2 separate regions of the Oryctolagus cuniculus genome follow, and region 1 is linked to region 2. Evidence: chromatin contacts called from public Hi-C data. All regions are on one chromosome and are shown on one strand. Each heading gives the region's core, a stretch centred on a gene start, on an enhancer-like site or on the middle of the called end of the contact. The rest is flanking DNA. Distances are from core to core; before and after follow the strand shown. Region 1 has its middle 44 kb from the start of MYC. Region 2 has its middle 520 kb from the start of MYC.

Region 1 (6,073 bases), core at 1,645-4,144, 470 kb before region 2:
CACATAAGTTTATTTATTATTTAACATCAATTTATTTATGCAAAAAGCAGAGTGACAAGGGGAGAGAGAGAGTGTCCTTCTATCCACTGATTCACTCTCCAAATGCCTGCAACAGTCAGGGCTGGGAACTTCATTTGGGTTTCTTATGTGGGTGGTGGGACTCAAGTACTTGGGTCATAACCTACTGTCTCCCAGGTGTGTTAGCAGGAAGCTGGATGGGAAGCAGAGCAGGACTCAATCCCGGGCACTCTGATATGGGATGGGGGTGTCCCAGGCTGCGGCTTAATCTGTTGGGCCACAACACCTGCCCCCATGGATCATCTAACCTGTAGAAAGAGGACAGAGGGAATTGTAGGAGGGTAAATGACATTGACAGTGGTGTGGGGGCAAGAATTGCAGAGTTAGAATTGCAAGGCGAGGGTGGCTTCTTGTAGAAGAGAAGATGGCCTGGGAGAGGCCTGCACCCACTTCCCCTTCCTGATTGAATTTTCTCTGAGAAGACAGAGCGCTAGGTGCTGACACTAATAGTTCCTTTAACAGGCCCTTTCATCTCCCATCTCAAAGTGCTCTGCAAGTGTTAATTAAGTCTCTGGACTCCTAGGGAGGTAAATATTATTTATCCACCTCTTATAGATGAGAAAATTCAGGCACAAAGAGAAGTAATTTTCCCAGGGCAGTTCCTGAGTGGGTGCCCCTTCCCACTCTGGCTCCAGGACTGCCAAAGCTGCTTAAGAGAAAGAAGAAAAAGAGAGTAAGCTCCCTCTACCTCCCCCTCCCCAAAACCCTCATAGATACAAGAAGACCAAAAGGGCAAAAATTATCTTAAGGTAATATTTCTTAGGATTTTTAAAAAAAGTGTCCCTAGCCGGTGCCGCAGCTCAATAGGCTAATCTTCCGCTTGCGGCGCCGGCACTCCGGGTTCTAGTCTTGGTCGGGGTGCCGGATTCTGTCCCGGTTGCTCCTCTTCCAGGCCAGCTCTCTGCTGTGGCCCGGGAGTGCAGTGGAGGATGGCCCAAGTGCTTGGGCCCTGCACCTGCATGGGAGACCAGGAGAAGCTCCTGGCTCCTGGCTTCAGATCAGTGCGGTGCGCCGGCCACAGCGTGCCGGCTGCAGCGGCCATTGTGGGGTGAACCAATGGTAAAGGAACACCTTTCTCTCTGTCTCTCTCCCTCACTGTCCACTCTGCCTGTCAAAAAAAAAAAGTGTCCTTAATGTGTTCCCAAATGTATACCCCCCTCCATGGTTTTCTTGGGGGCAGGTGGTTGGGAAAATTGATCAGCAGAGTGTTTCCCAGATATATTCAGATTTGAAAATCTGCAGTTTGTGGGTCTCAGCTGTAATGTGGGAACCGTCCCTAGTGTTGTTGTGAGGAGTGAGTAAATCCTGAAAAACACTCATCTCAGGGCGGACCCACAGGAGGCACTTAATAGTTCTATGGGAGCCACAGGTGCCCACTCTGAATATCCTCTTGAGTGTGTGCCTACTACCTCCATTCGTTTATCTGACCAGAAGGCACTATGCTTGGTTTTGGGACCAGAGCAGTGCAGAAGACAGTGAAGGGCTCTGGTTTCCGCTTCTGCCTTTGCTAACAGGAGCCAGGCATTAAGGAAAAACAAACAAACAAACAAACAAAAAAACCCAGACCTACACCATCAGGCAGTATTCTTGCTGAGTGAGCACTGGCAACTAGACAACCGTGGTGCTCTGTGAGAGCGGAGAGAAGAGGCCGCTCTCAGTCGGGGAGGTAAGGGAGGGGCCCTGGGGCGGGGGGGCGAGGCTGTAGCTGGGATGTGAGTGAGGAAGATGCCAGACAGGGGACCCCCCTCCCCAATGTGGAAACACTCGGAATAGAGATGCCGGGTCATCCATTCAGCAAACACTGCTGGCCTCCTTGCTTGGTAAGGAAGTCAGGCATTGGGAGAAGAGGTATAAGAGGAGACAACAGCCGTGTAGGAGCGGAGCTGGGGGGTATCAAGTCAGCGTGCACACTCCAGTGCACCTCGTAGGGAATGTGGAGAAAGAGCCAGAATTGTTCAGACGCTTCCGTAATGGCTCTGCCGGGAGAAGCCGAGGCAGACTTACTCAAGGAGGCGCAGGAGTCGGCTTCTCTCCTTCAGTGGTCGGCGCAGATTATTGGTGATCTACAAGGCACCCAGCTGCGGCTTACGCTCTGTGTTAGAGGAGGTTCCGAGGGCAGGTTGCTGCCCCGAAGGAAGTCACGGTGGAATCAGGGAGAAAGCGGTTCCCAGGTTGGCAGAGGGCGGGAAAAGATGACCTAAATTCTCAGTCTGTCTCTGGAGCACAGCAGGGAGGGGCACGTGAGGAGTCACACAGGTCTGCAGGGGCCAAAGCGACTGAATCATGAAGATTTAATCATGATAACCGGCTAGTAACTGACGCACCTTGCATTGGTTCAGCACTTAACTGTTTAGCTGGTGTCCACCTGAGCCTGCTCAGCAAAGAAGTAGAGCAGGTCTCATTACCCGCATTCTAAAGACAGTGACACTGAAGGTCTGGAAATGTAAATGAATGCATTGATTTTTATGAGACGTGCTCATCAGTGTTTTTAATATGTTGGATACATCGGAGGACTTCATTTTTGGATCCGCCCAGTTTGAGTTGGGCTTCTGTGAGCTGTTTTCTGCAAATCTTGATTCTTCCTGGGGCATCTGAAAGCTCACAGTGGAAACTTGGAGTCTGGTACAGCCCCAGACCCTCCTCCCAAGCTGCTGGCACACCTTGGGCAGATGTTGTTGACCTCTGTGCCCGCTTACGACACAAACACAATGCTGCATTTCTTTACAAAATGTTCTCTCAGTAGGGAGAGCAAATAATGGACCATCTGGCTCAGGGCACTTCTGAGAGTGAAAGGGGTTGTGAATCATAATTACACCAGGCCAAGAAGCTTACACCAGCCCGGCCTGGCAAACTGGGGCATCTGGTCACCATACCTATGAGTCATCCTCCTCACTAATTGAATTCAGATTTTTCCTTCTGTCCTCACGTTTTTCTGAATCGTTTACTCATTCAATTACTGGACAGTCATTTACCAGGCCCCTCTGTCCACAGTGCTGGGCTGCCAGGGCTGTGTGATCCAGGCTCCTTCCCAAAAGCAGTGCTCATGGACACTGACTCGCCTGGGGAGGCAAATACTGAGCCTCTGGCCATTCGTGTTTGCCATCTTCACGCCTGCTGATGAGCGAGTAAAGGACAGGCACCCAGAGGGTGCAGGCTGTGTCTCCCTGTCTTCCCCAACATGTGGGGCTCAGGGAAGTATTCGGGACGCTGCCAATCAAGGCAAACCAGTCCCTCCCAGCACAAACCAGTGCTCACCTGGTGATGCCTGTGGGCCCCAGCTTACCCTCCCTTTGTTTCTTGGGCCGTGTAACACTTGCTGCATAAGTAATCCATCATTTGTAAGCGTTGGTTGACTGCTTATTGGACAAGAAGGGGGGCTGGTCCCTGTGTCTGGCTTGGGCCCAGGCTCGCGTAAGTCTTCAGTGAATATTTGCTTGATGCCTAATTGACTCAAGGCCCAGGACAAAGGATGCCTTTGGTAAGAACCCTGGGGAAAAGACCTCCTGGGTGAGCAATGGCTGCAGGCAGGGGCTGGAGGGTTTACAGGTGTGGGGCTCTTGGTTAGGAGGTATTAGCTTGAGCAGGTTGATGTCCAAAAGACCAGTCTGGTTAGGAGAAGAAGTGAAGTGTCACTTGTTCCTGAAGGTCACAGTGGAAACTTGGAGTCTGGTAGAGCCCCAGACCCTCAGGTAGGGGCTGTGCTGTGTAATTGCCCAGCCGTTCTGCCATCTGCCCTATCCCACGGGAGCTCTTGGCTTGATGCTGCACTGAGCAGACGGATCAAACAGGGAGGAGAATTTCCCGTCTAGATTGAGATGAGTTCCCATTTCTAGGATTCCAGCTGTCTCAATGAAAAGTACTAGGGACAGTCAGTGGCCAGGTGTTTAGAGCTCAACTCAGTTAACACAGGTGATATTCCTGCACACTCACTCATTGGCAACCCTGTACTTGGTCTTTCCCATACTTTTCTGCACTGGGACAGGTGCTGGTTGCTAAATGTGCTGCACTGGATGGTACCTGCTGAGTGGCCTGGCTGAAGCTTGCATGGACAGGTCTTTCAAGAGGAGCCCTGATGTTGGAAGTGGGTGCTGGCGTTGGGTAAAAGAAGGCCTGGGTCCCAAGGCCAGAGGGGAAGGGCTAGAAAGTAGTGCTGTTGGGACATCTGTGTGACATTGAACCTGAACTTCATGGTAGCCCAGCTGCCCATGTCCAGATCCCATCTCTACCTCCTGTGATGTTGGCCGACAGCTATGAACCTTCCTTTTTCAGTTTACTCTTCTGCAAAATGAGGATGAAAGTCCCCCCTTATGGGGCGCTCATGACAATTGAGTGCTTTAATAACATGTAACTCTCACAGCTGTTCCTAGTACGATGGGTTCACCAATAGCAAAACAAAGGAAAACATGCATCACCCCATTTTCCCACATGGACTGTGTTCTTGAATGCTCTTATCTTTTCCTGGCCTCCTCTCCCATACCTCTACCTCTCCTTCTAGGCATAACCTCATCACCTCATTCATTCATGCATCCAATAAAGCTTACTGGCTGCCTGCTGGTAGCCTGGAGATGCTTGTCTAGATGGAGCCTACTAGACCTAGCAGCCCAAGACTCTGCCCTCAAGAAGCCTTCAGTCCAGATGGTAGATAAAATGGGAAGATTGAGTAATGTGAATAAAATGGAGGGCAATGAATTCTCTCAAGAGAAATAGAGGTAGAGGGGATTGGAACTTTCAGCAGGAGAGAGCCTGAATGCTGCCTGCAGGAGTTGCTGTGTCATCTGAACCAGCAAAGTGGGTGCTGTAGTATCCTGACAATAATTATATGCCAATCATCATAGCTCCCATTCTGGGGGAAATTTGCTATGTGCCTGGATCTAGGGTCTGTGCACCATTCTGCCATGCTGAGAAGGCACTGGCCTCTTTCTGCTGGAAGTCTTGGCCAGTGCAGATTCTGGGGCTCCTCACCCCAAAGCTGCTGAGTCCCTGGACTGTTTCTGGCATGATGCCTTGTGCAGACCCTGTCTGTGTCAATCATTCTACTTGTCAATGATCCTCAGTGACTTGTCAACTGAGGAGCCGTGGACAGTGTCCATAAGTGTTTCCCAGTGCAAGGTATTCTGCCAAGAGCTTGACATCATCATTCCATTTTTCCCTCACAACCACATTCATGATCCCTGTTGTATGGATGGGGAGATGGTGGAACAGAGAAGTTAAACTACTTGCCCAGGACTATGGAGCTGGAAGTTCTACACAGGAGTACTTCCACATCTTCCCAATTCTGTAGTCTTGTAGCTTCATTTCTAGTGCTGAGCACTGCTTACATTTTATCACCCCCACCCCCCCGCCCCGCCTGATTCAGGTTGGAAAGGAAGTACTTACAGAGGGCCACGGCAATCTGGGAGCACCTCAAGTGTTGCATCCCAGGGGTTGGGGTGGAGACCTGGGGTGTCTTTTCCTGGCTTTGAAAAACCCTGGACGACCTAGTCCATGAAAAGATGTAGGGACTGTCTGTATTTGTGCTGTTGACTCAAGGAATTACGCTGTGTGACACTGGGAACTCCTGAAACTTCTTGTGTCTCTGTGTATCAGTGGGAATAGGCTCCGGGAAGCCTCCTAGGAGGCAGGTGTAGAGTAGAGACTCACTGCAGGCAGAAGACACCAGTGCAAGCCTCCCTTTCCCCTGTCATTCTCTTCTTCCTCCCCTAGACTATAGGCAGTTCTGAAGGAAAGAACCCAGTTGTTTTCATTTCACAAGCTCTCCTCCAAGCCCCTGTTATGGTGCTCTGCACATAGTAGGTGCAACAGACACATTAATCGAATAAAGAATACAGAACCTTCAGACCATAATGTGGCTCCTATATTCACGCCTTTGTGGTTTGTGTCCTGGGTGCTGTGCTTCCTACTTGTGTGACCTTGGTTGTTGACTTTGCTTCTCGGGCTCTCTCTCCACGTCCTTCTCTGTGAAGTGGATCCATAACATTACCTAGTGTTAGGAGAC
Region 2 (6,172 bases), core at 507-3,006:
GCAAAGCCCAAGGAAATGCCATCTGACTAATTTCTAACCAACACAAGTCTTCTCTCTTAGTCATCCCCAACAAAAATGTCAGTGTTCTACCACCAGAATGAGATCAGCCAAGGCCCACAGTGGCTGCTGAGGTCTCTGTTTTACTGGGGGTCTGGGATTTACTGGGATGTGGAGAGAATCAGGCCTGTGCCTGGTTTATGAGCAGGTAGGAAAAACTTAGTATCTTAGAGACTCTTCCTTCTTCCTTTTTTATTCTACCATTGCCTATGCCGTATCTGTTAATTTGTTGACTTTAATTACGTTCTTCATTCTTTCACTTCCAGAGTCTCCATTTTATTGCTTCTAAAATAGAGTGATTGATAGCAGTGGTCATTATGGCCTGGTGTTCTATGTTTTTACTGTACAGAGTAAATTCTCAAGCATCAAAAAGTATGTTTGATTACCTAAGCACATTGTTCAGTCTCTACCATGACATAGAGGAACTAGATTATTATTTTACTTCCGGTCAGCATCTTCTGAGCTAGACGGAGGTGCTACGAATCCTGGAGCCAACATTTTTTTTTATTTTCTGCTCCCTAGGACTTTACTGTCTTTGCTGGAACTTTATATTCAGAGGAAGAAGATATACTCAAAGGCAGTGCAGGATAGTCATTTGGAGCCTTTTGTAATGCTAACATTGTCCTTTCAATGACAATACCCCATGCAAGTATTATTTAGTCTGAAAGTGTGTTTGAAGCAACTCTTATGGATTTGCACTGTGCTAAGTGCTTGGAAATCTGAAATAATTAGAAAATGGTGCCTATATTCTAGAAATACACAAATGAATGGTGAAACAGACAGATAAGCTTATAACAATGCAGTAAGATACATTCATGAGTAAAGCTGTTTTTTTTCTTGGTGTGCTCATATTAAATGGTATTAACTAAGTTTATCTGGTAGCATCAAAAAGGGCTTATCAAAGGGAGATATTTGAACTAGCTCTTGAAGGATGAAAAAGAGTTTGCTCTGTAGAGATGGAGGGAATGAAACATCAGGTAGAGATATAGCACAAAGATATTGAGTTCAGGCCAGGTATTTCTTGGAAACAACCAGCAAGCTAAAATGAACTCATGATGTATGAGTAAAGGGAGAGGATGAAGGGAGAGTGGAGATGAGGCTTGCAGAGGAGGTTGGAGTCATGATCAGGAAGGGTATTATTTATCATGTACGCAGACTTGGACTCCATGCCACATGCACACATGGAGAACTGCACTGACACGTTGCGCATGTGTATGTGGAGACGACGTATTCAGTTTCGATTTTTAAGAAAATATCTGGTGGCAAAGGAAAGATGGAGAGTGTAAATTAGAGAAGAATGAAAGGATTTTCCTGCTTTATAACAACAGTGAATATTCTGATTGCTATATTGATGATGAGTAAAGTGGAAATAAGCAGTGGAAAATACTAAGGAATTTGTACTAATAAATATTGTAGGGAATTCTATTCCTACTTTTATTCTGTATTTTATTTGATAGTTACTAATGGAGTACCTACTGAGAACCTCTCCTGGTGCTGAGATCATGGGGAGAGGTAATCTAGGCTGAAGACATGCCTTTTTCTGGAGGAGGCAAGTTTTCACCTTCTGTGCTTTTGGCTAAAGTCACGTCACATCACATGGTTGATTCTCTCAAATCACATGGCTTTGACCAATGTCCTTTCTCTTGAAACTTCCATGAGCCACCCAGGGAAGGAGAGCTGGCTTTGCAGCTGGCTCCATTACTGCTGGGGACAAGCTTAGCTGCACTCTGAAGCAGCAGGTTAACAGAGCTGTGCTACTGAATGCGAGAAGGGGAAAGAGGGTTGCGCTAGTGCAATACCTAAACTTTTGGGGGAAAGAATGCATATATCTGAAAATGCACCAGCAGGATTCTTCTCTCCTCTCACTGGCAGGCTGCATGAAGGCCCTGACTCAGCATTCATGGGTCTTAATGCTCATGCTTGTCCACCTGACTTGGCAGAGATTGGTTTCATTGTTGGCTTGTTTTCATGACAAGAGTGTGGGATCTCTGGAGTGCCTAATACCTTGTAAGTTCCATTTAAGGGTGGAAGAGCAAGAACAAGCTATAACCAGTAGACGGCCCAGTGACTCAGGAGCTTAAGCATTTAACTAATTAGTAAGAAAAAAATGTGGAAAGATTTGCAGTTCATACAAATGAAACAAGCATCACTGGGCTTGAATTATGCAAGCTTCTATTTCCTTTTGGGACTGTATTAGAACTTAGGGACAAGAAAGGCTACTTTCTACCTTTGAGGAATTTTCAAAGCACTTGGTTTTATTGTTGTTGGTCACTGACAAAGGGAATAATTTCAACACATCAGGAAAATGCTTCATCATTTCCTCTTGTGAAATCTGGGTGCTTCTGTGTGAATCCATGTTAGGAATGTGCACTTCATTCCATGAAAGTCAATGTTCAGTTTCATATTTAGCCAAAGGCTGCTACCAAGTTGCAGTTCTGGTGGGAAAAGAGCAGAGCACTCACCTCTCAAAGGTTTCCTGTGATCTGTATGTATCCTTGGAAGGCAGAAAAATAAAATTAATAGTCCAGCCTTTTCTCAGAAGAGTTTAGATCCATGTGCAACCTTTTTCAGTTGAGTCTAAATTTTTCTCATTTCTAAGATAGGAAAAATTATACCAATTTCCCAGGAGGTTCTAAGGACTAAATAACTAAATTTTTTGTTTGTTAATTTCAGTTTTTACATCTTGGAAAGTAGGCTAGAAGCTGAAATGTTTGGAAATAAAAGGAAAAACCATATAATAAAAATATCTGACATGTAGCAAGTGACCAATTAATTTTGGCTTTTTAAATTACTATTCTTAGACAAGCAAGAGGCCTACATACTTTCCAAAATTCTGTTCTTTCCATCCAATAACATGTCAACCAGACTCATAGATATGTCAACAAGCTAGTGCTTTGCAACTGTGCTGGGCGACATGTGGTATTTCCCTGTGCCATTTGTATTTTATTTCATTTGATGATTGTCAGTGCATCTTTGGATATGTGTTGACTGTTCCCATTCATGGAAAAGACTGGAAACTAACCCTAATGAACCTGCCTCTGCCAAAGGAGTGGAGAACAAATCCATTTGCAAACTTAGCTTCTAGCCCATCCTGTGCCTGCTTTTCTTTTTTATTCCTCCTTTCGTCCAGCCCTCCCCATCCTTTATTCTTTTTACGCTTTTATGCCCATTATAAAGAATAAACAGTAGACTGGCCCTGCTATCAAACAGAATACAAGACAAGACAACGATCATTCATTAGGTGGCAGCCATACTCCAGGCCCCACATTATGCACACGTTCTACATGTTCCTGCTTAACTACACAGCAGCCATAAAGATTTTAGTTTTTAAGAAATGGTAAATAAATTGTCCAAAGTAAAATAATTAGCAATAAAATGGTAGTACTCAAACACAAGAATATAAAATTCCAAAACTCGTACTATGTAATCAATACAGATGAGGATGGGGTGTGTGTGTTTGTGTGTGATATTCTAACTCTCACAGCTTCTATACTGACATTAGAATCATTCCTTGGCTTACTTTGATCACATCCCTTGTCCCCAACCATATATTGACCCCAGTTCTTGGATTAGCAGGAAGTGAAGAAGCTTTGGGATCCCTCAGTTTCTTTACTACTTTTCCTTTTGTTCTGATGACTTTGCAATAATCTTCATATACTTCCTGCTGAGATTCATCTTCTCAGACTACTGATGTTTTTCTGTCGTATCATTAAATATGATGCCTGACAGAATCTCAGGTGCCCTAAAAATGGCTGTCACATGAACAAATTAGTGAATGAATGAGAGTTAAAGATAGTGGCTGGCATCAAGTTATCTATGCATTGGTTTGCTTTGTCTTGGATTTGGGATACTGGCTTCTAGCAGAAGCTCAACACTTCTCTTATATTTTTCTGCCCCTCTAACTTACTGCCCTCCATCTCACTTACAAAGATAAGAGGAAGGTCAAGCTTGGTGTTCAGATATCAGGATGCTAATTAAGGGTTTTGATATAAATACAATGATAGCAATTTCATTTAGTATTTTGGGGCAAATATAGATATTATCTTTAAAATGGAAAGATTCAAAAATATAAGAGAAATAGAGGAACAGGCATTTAGTTTGCATTAATTGGAAGCTGGGTGTCAAGGTCCTGTCTAGAAAATAAAGGAATTTTTCATAGAGTCTTTCCTGTTTTATCAGAGGTCTGCATTGGGATTTGGGGCTAACAATTCAGCTATATATATATATATATTTTACTCTCAGGAATTTAATGAAAAGGCATCACCATGGATAAGGACAGAACTTTCACAAGTGCTAAACCTGGCCAAACACATCATTGTTCACTGGCTTCCCAATGACACCAACACACTCAATAGTGACTTCTTGTTTTAATGGCATTTCTCAGGGCTCTGTTTGAGACAATCGTCTTCTCAATGTCTAGGCTCCCATCTCATTTCTGTTCAGATGAAGTTAATACCTCGTCTTTGAAGTTTCAGAGGAGGAAAAGTTCAGGCATTGATTCTATTGACTGGGCAACTTGGGATTCAAAGTGTTTCATTAATAAACACTATTCATTTTGACAATTTGCTTGGAAGAGAACATCTTAGAGTTTTTCTAACCTATATTGCACTTATTTTCAGGTATCTAGGCTTTGTGGGACACTGCAAGATAAATAAATTAGTCCTTTTAATGCTGTCAGGTTCCTAGAAATTGGTGATTCATTGAATTAATCTTATTTGGGTATGTGTCTTGTGCCGAATTCATCAGTTCCCAAATAGTGAGGTTCATATCACTATTCCCAATACATTCACTAACGGAAAAGCACAGTGAGTTCGCACAGAATGCTGTGCATCTGCTCTGGAATACATGAGAAAGTCTTTAATTGCAACCCTAATGTAACAGCGTATGCCATTTGCATAGTAGATTCTGTTAGTGATTCTAGTCCCTGGTTTCTGATTGACTGACAATACCTAATTTCCTTTTCAATCACATTACCAGGATGAATGAAAGTCACTCTAGACTGATTTATGCATTCTAGCTACCAAGTGTAATAAACCCAATCTACCTGATGTTGAACCTATTTTGCAGGCAGTTATAAGCCGTAGTCATTGGTGTTCTTGGAAACTGAGATATTTTCTGCTCTGATAAGGGATAAAAATTCCTGCCTCAAATGGCTTCCATAACGTGGAGATCTTACAACAATAACACTACTGATTCAGACATTAATCTTAAGTGCCCAGGGAGTCTTAAAACACTGTATCCCACCAGCAAGGTCCATGGTAATTGCCACGTAAATCCCCTCCGTAATGTGGCCCTTATTATGACCAGCCAGAAAGGGCTTTCCTTTAAATCATCCCAATGGAACACAGCCTTGTAGAAACACTCTTACCCACACATTTCTTTGCTTCTTTTCATTAACCTGTTATCATCTTTACAAATGGTATTCCTCACCCATTCCCCTGTATCAGATTAGTAATGCCCTATGAGTAAACAAACATGAAATTTCAAAGGGAAACAGGAGCAATTACCATTACCAGCGGCTGTGCTAAGCATTGTGAAAAAGCTCACGATTCACAGGGAAAAAATCCATGCTGTTCTTTGAAGGCATTCAAGACTTTATAGCTGGATAAATGTATAACTTCCAGCCAAGTACCACTTTGCCCCAACAATAAGTTCTGTACACTGGGAAAGGTGCTGAGATATGAACTTTGGTCTTCTACACAATCCATCTGCAGCATTCAGTGACAACATTGACTTTGAAGTTAGACTGACCTGGCTGACCCTGTCACTAAGCATCTTGGGTAGGCTATTCATTTAATTACCCAGTAACTCAGTTTACAAATATTTTGTGTCACACATTTACTAAGCACTGCCTATATCTGGGGAGCGAACCAGCAGATGGGAGATTCTCTCTAATTCCCCCAGCCTCTGTCTCTCTGTCTCTCCTTGCCATTCTGCCTTTCAAATAAATACAAATGAATAAATTTTAAAAAATCAAAATAAAGAGAGAGAGAGAGAGAGAGAGAGAGCTTCTTAACCAGACTTGGATGTTCAAGGAGGCTTCCAAAGGGAACCATGAGGAGTTTCATGTCTAGTTTTCTCATCTGTGAAGTTGGCCTGATGATACCTCTCTTTT

The links. Hi-C and Micro-C count contacts between places; a contact is called where the count stands out from the background.
Region 1: a contact with region 2 is called in a Hi-C map of skin fibroblasts, with 2.5 times the contacts expected there. The contact joins two enhancer-like sites. A contact is called at or near these places in 2 of 6 Hi-C or Micro-C datasets (embryonic fibroblasts and skin fibroblasts).

Annotation. Positions count from the first base shown.
Region 1 is chr6:153,398,747-153,404,819 of mOryCun1.1, reverse strand. No RefSeq gene overlaps it. Among named protein-coding and RNA genes, the nearest start is that of MYC, 44 kb to the left of the region's middle. Within about 2 kb of position 2,894, at least 2 of the 8 cell types and tissues checked have an H3K27ac peak or open chromatin away from gene starts, as enhancers often do.
Region 2 is chr6:152,927,130-152,933,301 of mOryCun1.1, reverse strand. No RefSeq gene overlaps it. Among named protein-coding and RNA genes, the nearest start is that of MYC, 520 kb to the left of the region's middle. Within about 2 kb of position 1,756, at least 1 of the 8 cell types and tissues checked has an H3K27ac peak or open chromatin away from gene starts, as enhancers often do.